Regions from separate parts of the Gasterosteus aculeatus genome. Here region 1 is linked to region 2. Evidence: chromatin contacts called from public Hi-C data. All regions are on one chromosome and are shown on one strand. The core of a region is the stretch at or near the end of the contact, and the rest is flanking DNA. Distances in the headings are between cores, read along the strand shown. Region 1 holds the start of LOC120831978 (ephrin-A5b). Region 2 has its middle 26 kb from the start of LOC120832154.

Region 1 (5,652 bases), core at 465-2,964, 79 kb after region 2:
ACAATTATATCAAGTAGGACCCATTGCAGCAGACTGGAGAGTCATTTGAACACAGGCGGCGCGGGTCTCCTCGTACGTGGGAACGTGGAGCGAACCACCGAACATGAACGCGTAAAGGCGCGTAACAGCGGACAGCCCGCGTGCGAAGGCTCTTGTCCCTCCGAGAAGTATATGTTTCATGCCGCACAAAACTCGTTCAGATTATGTAGGATTATTAAATCATGAATTATCAGATCAGATCTCCTCGGTGGAGGCAGCGCGTGAGTGCGGACACATCGTAACGGTGTTCATGCAAAGCAGCAAAATAAGGAAAATATGCATCGTTACAAATCGATGTAATTGCAGGTTTGGATATTTAACTGGTAAGTATATAGAATGACGTTTTGTTAAACTGCTGGGGATGCGGAGTGCGCGCGCCGTGCGTCACCCGACGATTAAAACTACCGTAAAACCGACCAGAGTACAGCTTGAACAGGGTGACGTTTGAGGGGGAAGTTGGCCACCTCTGTGCGCCGGTGCGCAAGGGTGAGAAGGGTTCTACTTACTTGGGGTTGGTCCGGTTCCAGTAGACGGCGTAGCGGTCGGACACCACCTTGGACGCCGGGTCCTGGCAGTAAACACACACCACTACGACGAGGAAGAGGAAGAGGATCATTTCCACTTGCGGCATCTTGGCTCTGGAACTCCGACGGTGCCAAATTGACTCCGGTCCCGGTGCCGATGTGACGGATGTGGCGGGGAGATGTTGCGCGGAGAGTCCGCTTTACAGGTGCAGCTTCCTGCTCGGTGTTCGCAACCAAACGAAATGTCTTTCTCTGCTTTAACAAAAAAAAGAAACCGGCTTGACGACAGTCAGATCGATGACTTTGCACCAAAAACCTTCTGCTCGAAAACGACTTCTACTTCAAAAAGCCACAGTGTTTCTGCCCCAACGATCCTCCGCAACTCCGCTGCGCGCTGCGAAACTGTTTCTCCAACTCGCCTCGAATTTCCCGGAGAGGAGGTGCGCGGTGTGGAGGGGCAATATTTAAAAAACCAAGGAGGATGAAACACAACAGATAAACAGATCAGAAATACAGTCCGTGCGGCTCCAGATCCGTTCGGTGCGGTTCGGGAGGGAAGCCCGAAGGACTCCAAACCGGCAGCTTCTTCGGCTCCAGCTGAACCTGCAGCCGCCCGAGCGCTTCTGTCCCTCCGCCGCAAACAACACACGCACACGGGCAGGAAAACGAGGAAAAGAGAGGAGAGAGATAGAGAGGAAAACAAACAGAACGTCGCTGCGTAAACGCGCACAGTCTCCGGGTTGAGCGTCACCCCGACGAGCGGCTCCGCAACATCACCGAGAGCGCACAAGAAGCGGCGATGTCGATGTGGAGGAAGCAAACGCGAGACTGCGGCGCTCGGTCTCCTGCGGCCATGCTCTCCCGGACCACCCCCCTCCGACTCCCCACGACGACCCCCTCCTCCCCCTCCTTTCTCTCTTTCTCTCTCCACCTTCCTGCCAGCCGGGGTACGCTGCAAAAGGTGCTGCTGGTCGCTGCTGAATCTTCTGGAGCAAATTATGCAAAACGGAAAAGAATTTCAGTCCTGTTTGTTGGCGCGGACATTTCTTGCTGGTACAGTTTCACAGTTGCACTAATTCTCATTGGCTTGGGTTTTGCATGACGGTCGTTTTGTTTACGTCGACATCCCTCCTACATGTGTTTCTCTGCCCCCTCCCCCCCCCCGGCTGGCAGACTCATCCCAGATCGTTTCACAACGTGCTCCTCTTCGACGCGTTGAACTTTCATTTCACTTGGTCTCAATCAATGTAACGTTTGTCCTCAAATGTGATTTCATTTAAATGTCCCAGAACCAAAGTTCGGCTCTTTCCAATAGAATTAAAGAAATTTGCTCGAAGGAATTTTGCGGAAAACAATTGCTTTGTCAGTAAATGCAGTGGTGCCTGCCAGAGGAAATGGTTTCCAACTGCTCTCCAGACGGTCCCTTTGACTGCAGTGCCTCAAAACCAGTTAAGCATCTCGGCTGGCACGACTTTTCGTTTGCATTGTTGGGGGGAAACAAACTTTCCATTCTGCATTGAATTACGTCACAAGCCAAACATTATTATGCGTGCAAAATCAAAATGCTTTAATTTCCTCTAGTTTGCCTCTAAATTATAGATTTAAATATGTTTTGTTTTTCTCAGCCACATGTTTGTCTCCCAGACATTCCAGACTGCTTTGCTTCCCTTTCGGGTTGCAGGGCTTGTGGACACACGTAGTTTGGGTCCCTGACTCAGTGCGCCACGTAGTGGCGATCATTGGAAAAGCAACAGGAATCGTCTCTTTGGAAAGAATTCAAGACTGTGCACACACTCAAGAACATTTGAAACATTCTGAAAAACAGTACTTAAGTGGAGTTGGGAGAAGGTCCATTAGTGAGTCGGAGCAGATAGGGACAGACTTCTCTCTAATCCTCTTCATAAGAACAGCAGCACAGGGGGAGCTCATCCGAGGGCCGCTGGGCTCAACTGGAGGGTTGTACAACTTTGCCGAGCCGCTGAACAGTCGCCACCGGCGCTGCTCGGTCCGCGGCTTCTGTTCACAGACAGGCTGATTTATTCCCCCTGAACCAGGCTGGTTCAGGGTTGCTCATTTGTTAAGTCCCCAGTGTGGACATTCATTGCAAAACCTCTGCTCCCATTGCACCGAATTGCATTTCTCCAATAGAAGCAACACAAAAGGAGGAATGGGGAGAAATACTTTTTCAAATCAAAAGGTTTTTTTTTTATTTGACCAAAATGCAATCGATCACCTGCAAAATTAAGTGAAATAGAAAGGGTTGAATCACACATGTATCATATCAAATGTTTTATTGTCTGTAACTGCGCAGAAGAGTGGCTAAGTGGTTCACACTGCTGCCTCGGAGTAAGATGACTTTAGTTTGTTAGCATCCAACAATTACCTTTTAATAAACAAATGTGGACTCTTCTTTTCTTACATGTGGCTTTTTCCCCATGTCCCTTAATTTGATTAATTCATTCATTTAAAAGGTACATTCATGCAACTGCAATTAACAACTTCAAATTCAACTTTTTGATGCAAGAAACAGCTTTGGTATAAAAAGGATCTCAATCTGGTGGTATCTTTCTCTTTTTAATGAGTTCAATTGTCCACTAGATTGTTAGATGAGATGAGTGCTGCTCATTTGGTGGTATGATATTGTACCTTCAATAAACCAACTGGAGGGTGTTCAGAGAACACATCATGAAAACGTGTCTTAGTATAAGCCTACGGCCATGGGGCGGATTTAAAACAACCCCTTCACTGAATTTTATAATGGTTTATTTAAAACCTTGATCATGCTAATGTTTGTGGAGATACAACCAACCTCCAATTCCAAAGGACATTCAGAGCGTGTCCGGTGCCTCCTCGCGTCTCCGAACGCAGTGAAGGCTGAGCCGGCGGCTAACGGCTAACAGAGCTAAACCTGCAAACAGTGCCAACGAACGCAACAGGACAGAGCTTTGCCTGAGGAGCAGCCGGAGAGGTGAGTGCTACAGTTACGCAAGGAAACCGCCCGGTGCAAAGGATGTTCTCAACTCTCACATGCGCGTCCAGCACGGATACGTCAACGAAGCACAGAGGAGCTGAGATACATCCCACAAGAGGGAGGGCGACTCTGCCCTGGTAGACATTATTCCACTATGTCATTGTTGTTCAGTTCATGCAACAGTTGATGCAAAACTGGAGCGGCGTAGAGGATCCACAGTAAACCAGTGAAGATCAGCCTGGAAACTAACCTGACTTGGACCAGGATACTCTGCAGGGGGTCTTTTCCAGAGTAGACTCCTTTATGAAGCAATTTCCTAAAAATAAGGAGGAATTACTGAAATAAGCCATGGCTTTGCTGCTAATCTTGCTTTATGAAATACACAATTATACATAATCCAAAAGAAACAACTTGTGAAGAAAAAAAAACATGTCCGCCCCGGCAACATGCACCTGCTGTACGACACGAGCTGAGCCAGACTGGGCTCATCATCCCCCTGTTGGCTTTGTTTACAGTAAACCCACCTCACACTGTGTTTGTTTGGGTGCAGCAGTGAGGTTGTGTGTGTGTGTGTGTGTGTGTGTGTGTGCACACATGCATGCGTGTGTCCTGTAAATGCATAAATTGTGTATACACAAACCTTCAGGTCTGAGAGGGGTTTTGTTTCTCCCATATGTGCACGTGAGCTTGGGTGCACACACACACACTTGTGTGTGTGTATGTGTGTGTGTGCGCGCGCGTCAGGCTGATCAGCCACCTCGCCCAGGCAGACTAATCCATGAGCTATAATCACCTCATCTCGCCGGCTAAAGTGCCTGTCCTACTTCATTTACGCCTGATACACGCCTGTGTTCGCCAAGACAATGAAGGCATTATAAATTAGGGTCAGTGGGGCTGCGATCACAGCGGTGCATCCTAATGTTCCTCGTGGCCTTATGAGTGGACTGTCACATGCGCGGTGGAATGAGATCCCCCATGTGAGGAGTACATCACAGGCACAACGGTTCTACCATCACAGATGTGCTCCGAGGCGAACAGAGAGGCGGCGTCCTGCGATTTTTTATTTTTTTTCCCCCTCTGCGCTTTTGTTTATGAAGGCAATCTGTAATAAAGCAGCGCCATCAAAGTGCCACTGAGTGTTTACGTTGTGACACAGACATTACAGCCTCTCGGTCCTCCTCCATTAGCAGCTGGCAACACTGTAATCTCGTTTTCAATATTCCTGTTCTTTTGTTCTTTATTTTCTTTACTACCAGTAAATTATTCTGTGAGCACTTGAGTTGTTTATATATTTTTGCTGATTAATTTGAGTTTTCAAAATAGGGTATTTAGCACTTGGCTGAAAAAGAAAAGACCTGTAATTCGACAGATATCTCTTTCCTCTAAACTGCAGTATTTTTTTCCCCAAACAGGATTGTTGTCTTGTTTTCCTCCCTTGAATGGAATATTTCCGCAGCATCCTCTCAGATTTTTTTGTTAATAGGACCTGTTTTCACTTTGGTTTGTTTGTTTATTCGTTGGCAGGATTACAGAAAACGTACCCGCCCAATTGGGTGTAGCGTGGGCCAAGGGAGAGTCCTTTCAATTTCCGAGCGGATCTGAATTACGGTGCAGAGACAAGCAAGCATTGCACGCATGTTTTTTTTTTTTTTGGTGGAGCCCGTTGGTGCATTTCTAGTTTGGGATTCCTGCGGTGGGATATAAACACACACTGAACGAGGACTTGATGTTACTGCTCATGTGAGATAACTGCCACAGAGCATGTGTCTCATGACATTTACAATACAGTATGTGTTTGCTTTCACTTGGACTTGCTTTTTTGATCTCAGAATGTTACACTGTTTGTTTGTCTTATCAATTTGGGGCCGATTAGATTAGATACAAATACTAACTGGACGAAGATTTTTGGAGTCCTGCGCTTTATTTTCTTTCTACGTCCAACGCCCAGGAAACACAAATGTCTCCGCTTGTTTTTATGATGATGAAGTTGCAAACACCAAGCAAAGAAGTATCTTTGCATTATCACCTCTTTCCTCGCTAAAAAAAAAATAAGAGCTGCGTTCATGTGCAATGCATTAACACATTTCATTCTACAGTTGTAATTTACACTACATTATA
Region 2 (5,540 bases), core at 2,046-4,545:
CGCACTATTCTCTCCCCCTGTCAGAGTTGGTCATGAGTGTCAGATTTAATCTGTTGCAGGGGTCGACTGAGCCCCGGGGCGCAGGGAGAAACCCATCATTTTGAGTTTGTTTGTGTGTGTGTGTGTGTGTGTGTGTGTGTGTGTGTGTGTGTGTGTGTGTGATGGATAGAACACATAGAGGAACGGATTGGGCCGCGGAGAAGGAAACAGCCTGACAAATTCAATAAAACACCTCTGAGGAGGCCGCCTCGCCTTCTGCTTCACTTCGCCACTCAGAATAAATATGAGTTGGTCCAAATCGGCTTTGCCGTTGTGTATAATTGTCTCATTTTTTTCCCCCCTCTGGGTCCCGTTGTTTTGCAGAGTGAATCCAATTACGGGTGTCACGATCACTCAGGATGGCGGATGGAGCGGATGATGCGGGGATCTGGACGATTGATTGGTTGTTTGCGGGGTGATCGCATCGATTAACCGGGAAGCACTTCGACCGGCAGTTTCTATCAATCAACGGCCAAATCAGTCTGCAAAGAGCTGAAGTTAAACTGAGGGGGGAAGTGAGACTTTATCTCTGATGCTAAAAGCAGACCCAAGAAATGCGTCTTCCTGTAGTCTCTGAAAAATACTCTTTGGAAACAAATGTTTTATTAGGAGGAATGTTGCTTCCTCCCCCGTTGGTCATAAAAAAGAAAAATGGGGATTTTCCAATATTTCAGCTTCTTGATGTCGGGGGTCAAGAGTGTGGAAGCTGAATCAAAGGTTTGCAGGAAATCAAAGTTGATTGAATTGCTGAGGGTTTGTAGGTTAATGCTGACCAAGTGGCTCCATCGATAATCCCGTGTAAGAAGCACAACTGCCTTTATTTGCGGAAGTCGTCGAGGGATCATTATATACTTTCCCCCTGAAATCAAAATCTGCCACATCATTGAGGACATTCTGATCTTGAACAAACAAAAATGTTTCCATTAACTTTTAAAAGTTTCTTTGGCAAGAAAAATGCCACTAAATCATAAAATTAAAATTATTTTCCAATCAATCTTCTCTCAGAAATAGCAGATATAGTTATTAGTTATCAGCTTTAACCCAACAAAAGACACATTTACTTTACCTGCAGCTGTCACAAACCAAGGAAACGTGTTTATTTTGGACTTTACTCGTTGTTCTTTTAATTGCTCCTTCATTCTGTTCCCAACACACACTTTTTAAGGGTATATTTCTTCCGTCCAGTTTCCCATTTTTTTTCAAATTGCGACTTCATTGTAAGTAACTGCTGTAAAAATTGGGGAGAAAACGTGGGAAACCAAGTTCAGAATCTAAGTTTACCACCACATCTACAGTACAACATTTGCCTTTTTATTGTATCCTGCGGTTTATCAGGCGACCAAAGATTGTTCCCAGCATCTTAGCGGGCCAAGCTAATAAAACACAAGGATCCATCTCGTGAACTAAGCAGAAAACCCAACAGTGTTTGTCTGTTGCTTGGGTTCAGCGTTAAGTGGTGAGGTCAGAGGTGCACAGAACCGATGCCCTGCCCCGAGTGTCGGGGGAGGGGGCAGGACTCCTTCCAATCAATGCGCACTGGCTTTCAGGATGAGGGTTTGGATCCACTGAGATGAGAATCAAGCTGACACTAATGATCCCTCCCCTTCACATGGAGGCAATTATATGGTTTTCCAGTGTTTATTTTTGCAAACTAATCAATTGGTTTGATTCTGCAAAACGAAATTACTTTAACGTGACTGGTTATTTCCACTTGTGGAAATCATTGTGGAGTCATTTCAAAGTAATAAATGAATAACTAATACAGTTAGTCTGTATTAAAACAAAGGACACGTAAGTCACATAAAAAAAGCCCCGTGTTCATGAGAGTAACACTCATGGACTCCAAAAACCTTTTCTTTCATGTTAATGGTATAATTTATATCTATTTATTTCACTGTGGCTTTGCTCCTTCTATTTAAAGCTGTGTCAATGTATTTTGTTTTCCTATTCTAATTACAATGTATAATATGGAAAAAGGCATTGGCACTGACAAACCCACGGATAATGATTCGTAACCCTGCAGAAGCAGCAGAGTCTGTGACTCGCTGATTAACATCGAGAATGTATTATCATCTGAAGAGGCTCGTGGCTCTCTGGCAATAAGTCCATTTGTGTAGCTAGCATGTAGCTTGCTATGCTGTCCATGTGTGGCCAAAAAGAAAAATCTGTTACCCGTTGTTGAATGATGGGTGGTTTTTAAACTGTAACATTTTCCTACGGACTTTCAGTCAAAATGGATTATCATAAAATATACTGTACATGTCGAGGCAAATTGTTCACTACGTCAACCAAAACGCCCGTTTCTACAGCAACGAGACTCAAAACATCAAGGGGTTTAGTTTTGACGTTACTTTAAACATTCTTTTTGATTACCTGATTGTGAGTTTCATTATGAGAAACAGAAGATGGCCGTTTTGACCCCTGACACCACGCGTAGGGTTAAAGCAGAGAGGCGCTCCACAAGTGGTCAATGAAACAAGTCTGTGTGCTTCTACATATTACCGTACATTTACAATCATGTAGGCTAAAGAATTTTGTTTTTGTTTTTTTGTACTTTGTGTAAATAAACTTAATCGGAATCCTAGTTTCACTTTGTTTGTGGACCAAACGTTTGAGTGTTTCCTTATCTTACCTCACAGGTCTGTGAATTCTGCTCAATGTGCACACGCTACCTTGAACTGTTGATAATCAATGTTCGTCCATAAAAACCCGGTCGAGCCGCTTCCCGGGGGCGAGGTGATGGGGGGGGGGGGGGGGGGGGGTGGCGGTCTTATTTATGCAATTCAACACGCGTGTGGAGAGAGTGGACCGCGGCCCTCGGGTCTACCAGTAATCGTCCGGAATAACTTCCAATTAATAAGCCAGATGGTATTTTCACAGTAACACCTGGGATGTCCAGGCACTCAGCACGCAAGAATTAATTCCACTTAGAGTAATATTTCAAAAAGTGTTACCCACTGCGTCCCTGTCTCTCCTTTTGCCAGCGCGGCTGCTTAAAGTTGTAATAAATGTCTCCTGCTCCTCGATGGGCCGGCGCAGGCACACGCGCTCCGGGTTTCTGTTGCAGTGTCCTTGGTGCTCCTGCTGAAAGACATCACTTTCTGGGACCACTTCCAGGGAAGCACAAGGGCAAAACAAACAAAAACTAAATGGAAAAAGGGGGAAAATTCCATGTGTTGGTCTGTTTATAACTCAATATGCCACTCAGGCTGCTGCAGCGCGGAGTGAGCGCGCACACGGGCCAAATCATGTTAGTTAGGCAAACACCACGACATGACGGGATTACCCAGGAATGAGAGCGCTTCAGCAGCCAGCAGGCCTCGGCTCATTTTGTCTTGTAATTATGACTAAAAAACCAACCACTTTGTTGCCCCGTCGACGACTGAATGTGTCAGTTGTTATGAATGAGTTCGAGGGCCATTGTTTGAATGGAAAATAAAACGTAACCCGTTTCTTTAAAATTTGGCAAAAACATAAAGCACAAAAACAAATATATAATTAAAGTAGAATACACTCCAGCCAGTAACTTATTCATGGACACAATTCCTCAATTTAAAGGGCACAAACATAATAATAATAATTAAACTCCAGAAAGCCTCCAAGCTCAACACAAAACCACGTTTCTCTCACGCACAACCAATCACAAGTCACAGGACAAAAAGTCGTGTGAAACTACATGTTTACAAAGTACGTGTGAAAGTATAAAATTCCCAACAAATTCGGTTCAGCCACAACACCGAATGTAACGCGACAGTATTTTCCCTGCATGCATAAAACTTCAACATGGGCGGTACAAATGTGAAGAACATTACAGCGCGGACAAATGAGAGAAAATGACCAACTGGAGTTCCAAACCACATGGCTGACGCTCACGTCTTCACCCCGGGCTTCAGGCCTGTGCAGCGCTGATCTCTGACCAGGGAAATGAAAAGAAAGGGAACATTTACTGTAATTGTATTAACATTTGCAGGAAGCATCGTATTATGGACGCTGAGAGAAAACTCGGTTGGATGAGTCATAGGCTCAATTGATTTAACCACAATTGTTTCCACTGCACCAGCTTTGTGTGAGATTCAGCGCTGTGGGGAACTGGTTCCCAACCTTTCAATTCCAGAGATGTCTTGTCACAAACAGACGTTCCCCGTCTCCGGAATACTAAGGTCCGAAGCTCGGGATCCCAGTCACCCCTCTGTGGCACGTTACAATGGTTTGTGCCACTCGGGATCAGCCCACTGAGCGGGCGCGGCCACTCCCACCAACGCACCTGTGGCTCGTCTCTCATCAGGAGAGGTTGGGCATTTAAGCTGCCGAAGCCTCAGAGGCCGGTGCGAAGTCTTGTGCATGTTGCCATCACATTCTGAGCGTTAACTAGATATCCTGTTTCTGCCTACCTGTTATTGACCTCTCCTTTGTCCCAGACCTCGTTCACGCCTGCCTGACCCCCGACGGTACCTCTGCCTACCTCTGCGCCCCCGGCTCTCGACCCCCCGCCTGACCTCCAGCTACGACCTCGCCTGCTCCCTGACGGTGCCTCAGTCTGTTCCCTGCTTGCCTGGCTTTTCGACCCCTGCCTGTTCACCGGACTCTACCACGCCTGATCCTTGTCTGTACCCCGCTAATAAAACTGCGCTCTGCGCTTGAGTTCACTCTGGTCTCTTGTGGTGCGTTACATGTCTGCTCCCCTTTTCAAAAAGGTGGCTTCCTTTTAGCTTCAGAGCAGCTTAACCAAAAAGTGATGTTCTCTTCTCTGATTGTTTCACTTCAAAACTTTCGAAGAGGTAAAAGTTTACCACGGAAAAAAGCAAAGATGTAAGAAAAGCTTTAAACGTTTTTATCTTTTCGCCCTTTAAATGACCCTTAACACGAGAAAGAGGCAGATAATGACAAACTGTCTGATCAACATTCAAACTGCACTTTACAAACTGCATCATCATCATCATCATCATCCATGCAAATTGAAATAATTTCTCCCAGGGCACCAAGAGATGGAAGGGATTACTTATCCAGAGATACCCAACTGCATAATACAGTCATCACTGCAGAAGAATAATCATTACATTTCAAGAGTAAAATTATACCACTTGACACCAAAGCATTTGCCCCCGCTATGAATATGAAATGCTTCATTACCAAAATAGTGGAGAAGAGCATCCAAATAATGAAACGTGGCATGTTTTGTCTGCGCCTCTCCTCGGCGTTCATTGTCAAGTGCACAACGGTCGTGCTGTGATGAGCCTCCTTTGATGATCACAAATGAAATCAGAGCTCATTACGACCAGTTTGGTGATTATCAGCCGGCCCCCTTTTCCCCCTTTTTCTTGCTCATAACGATCAAAGTCGCTCAAAAACGCGCCTCCCTGGGAAGTTCTCCTTCTTGCGGTCGGCCGTCTCCTTGTTTCCCAGAGGCAGAGCAGCAGCAGGGGGGGGGGGGGTCTCGGCCCCTCCATATGGAAGACATGTGCACCCGCCTGTTAGCTCACGGTAACTCTCTGCCTGTACTC

The links. A called contact is a pair of places that touch in the nucleus more often than the background predicts.
Region 1: a contact with region 2 is called in a Hi-C map of tail fin, with 2.3 times the contacts expected there. The contact joins the promoter of LOC120831978 here to the enhancer-like site in region 2. A contact is called at or near these places in 4 of 6 Hi-C or Micro-C datasets (skeletal muscle, tail fin and whole body).

Annotation. Positions count from the first base shown.
Region 1 is chr14:11,887,976-11,893,627 of fGasAcu3.hap1.1, forward strand. LOC120831978 (ephrin-A5b) reads right to left here and starts at 1,715. Exons shown (of 5, transcript XM_040197965.2): 1 at 546-1,715. The coding sequence starts at 670.
Region 2 is chr14:11,807,251-11,812,790 of fGasAcu3.hap1.1, forward strand. No RefSeq gene overlaps it. Among protein-coding and RNA genes, the nearest start is that of LOC120832154, 26 kb to the left of the region's middle. Within about 2 kb of position 3,296, at least 1 of the 9 cell types and tissues checked has open chromatin away from gene starts, as enhancers often do.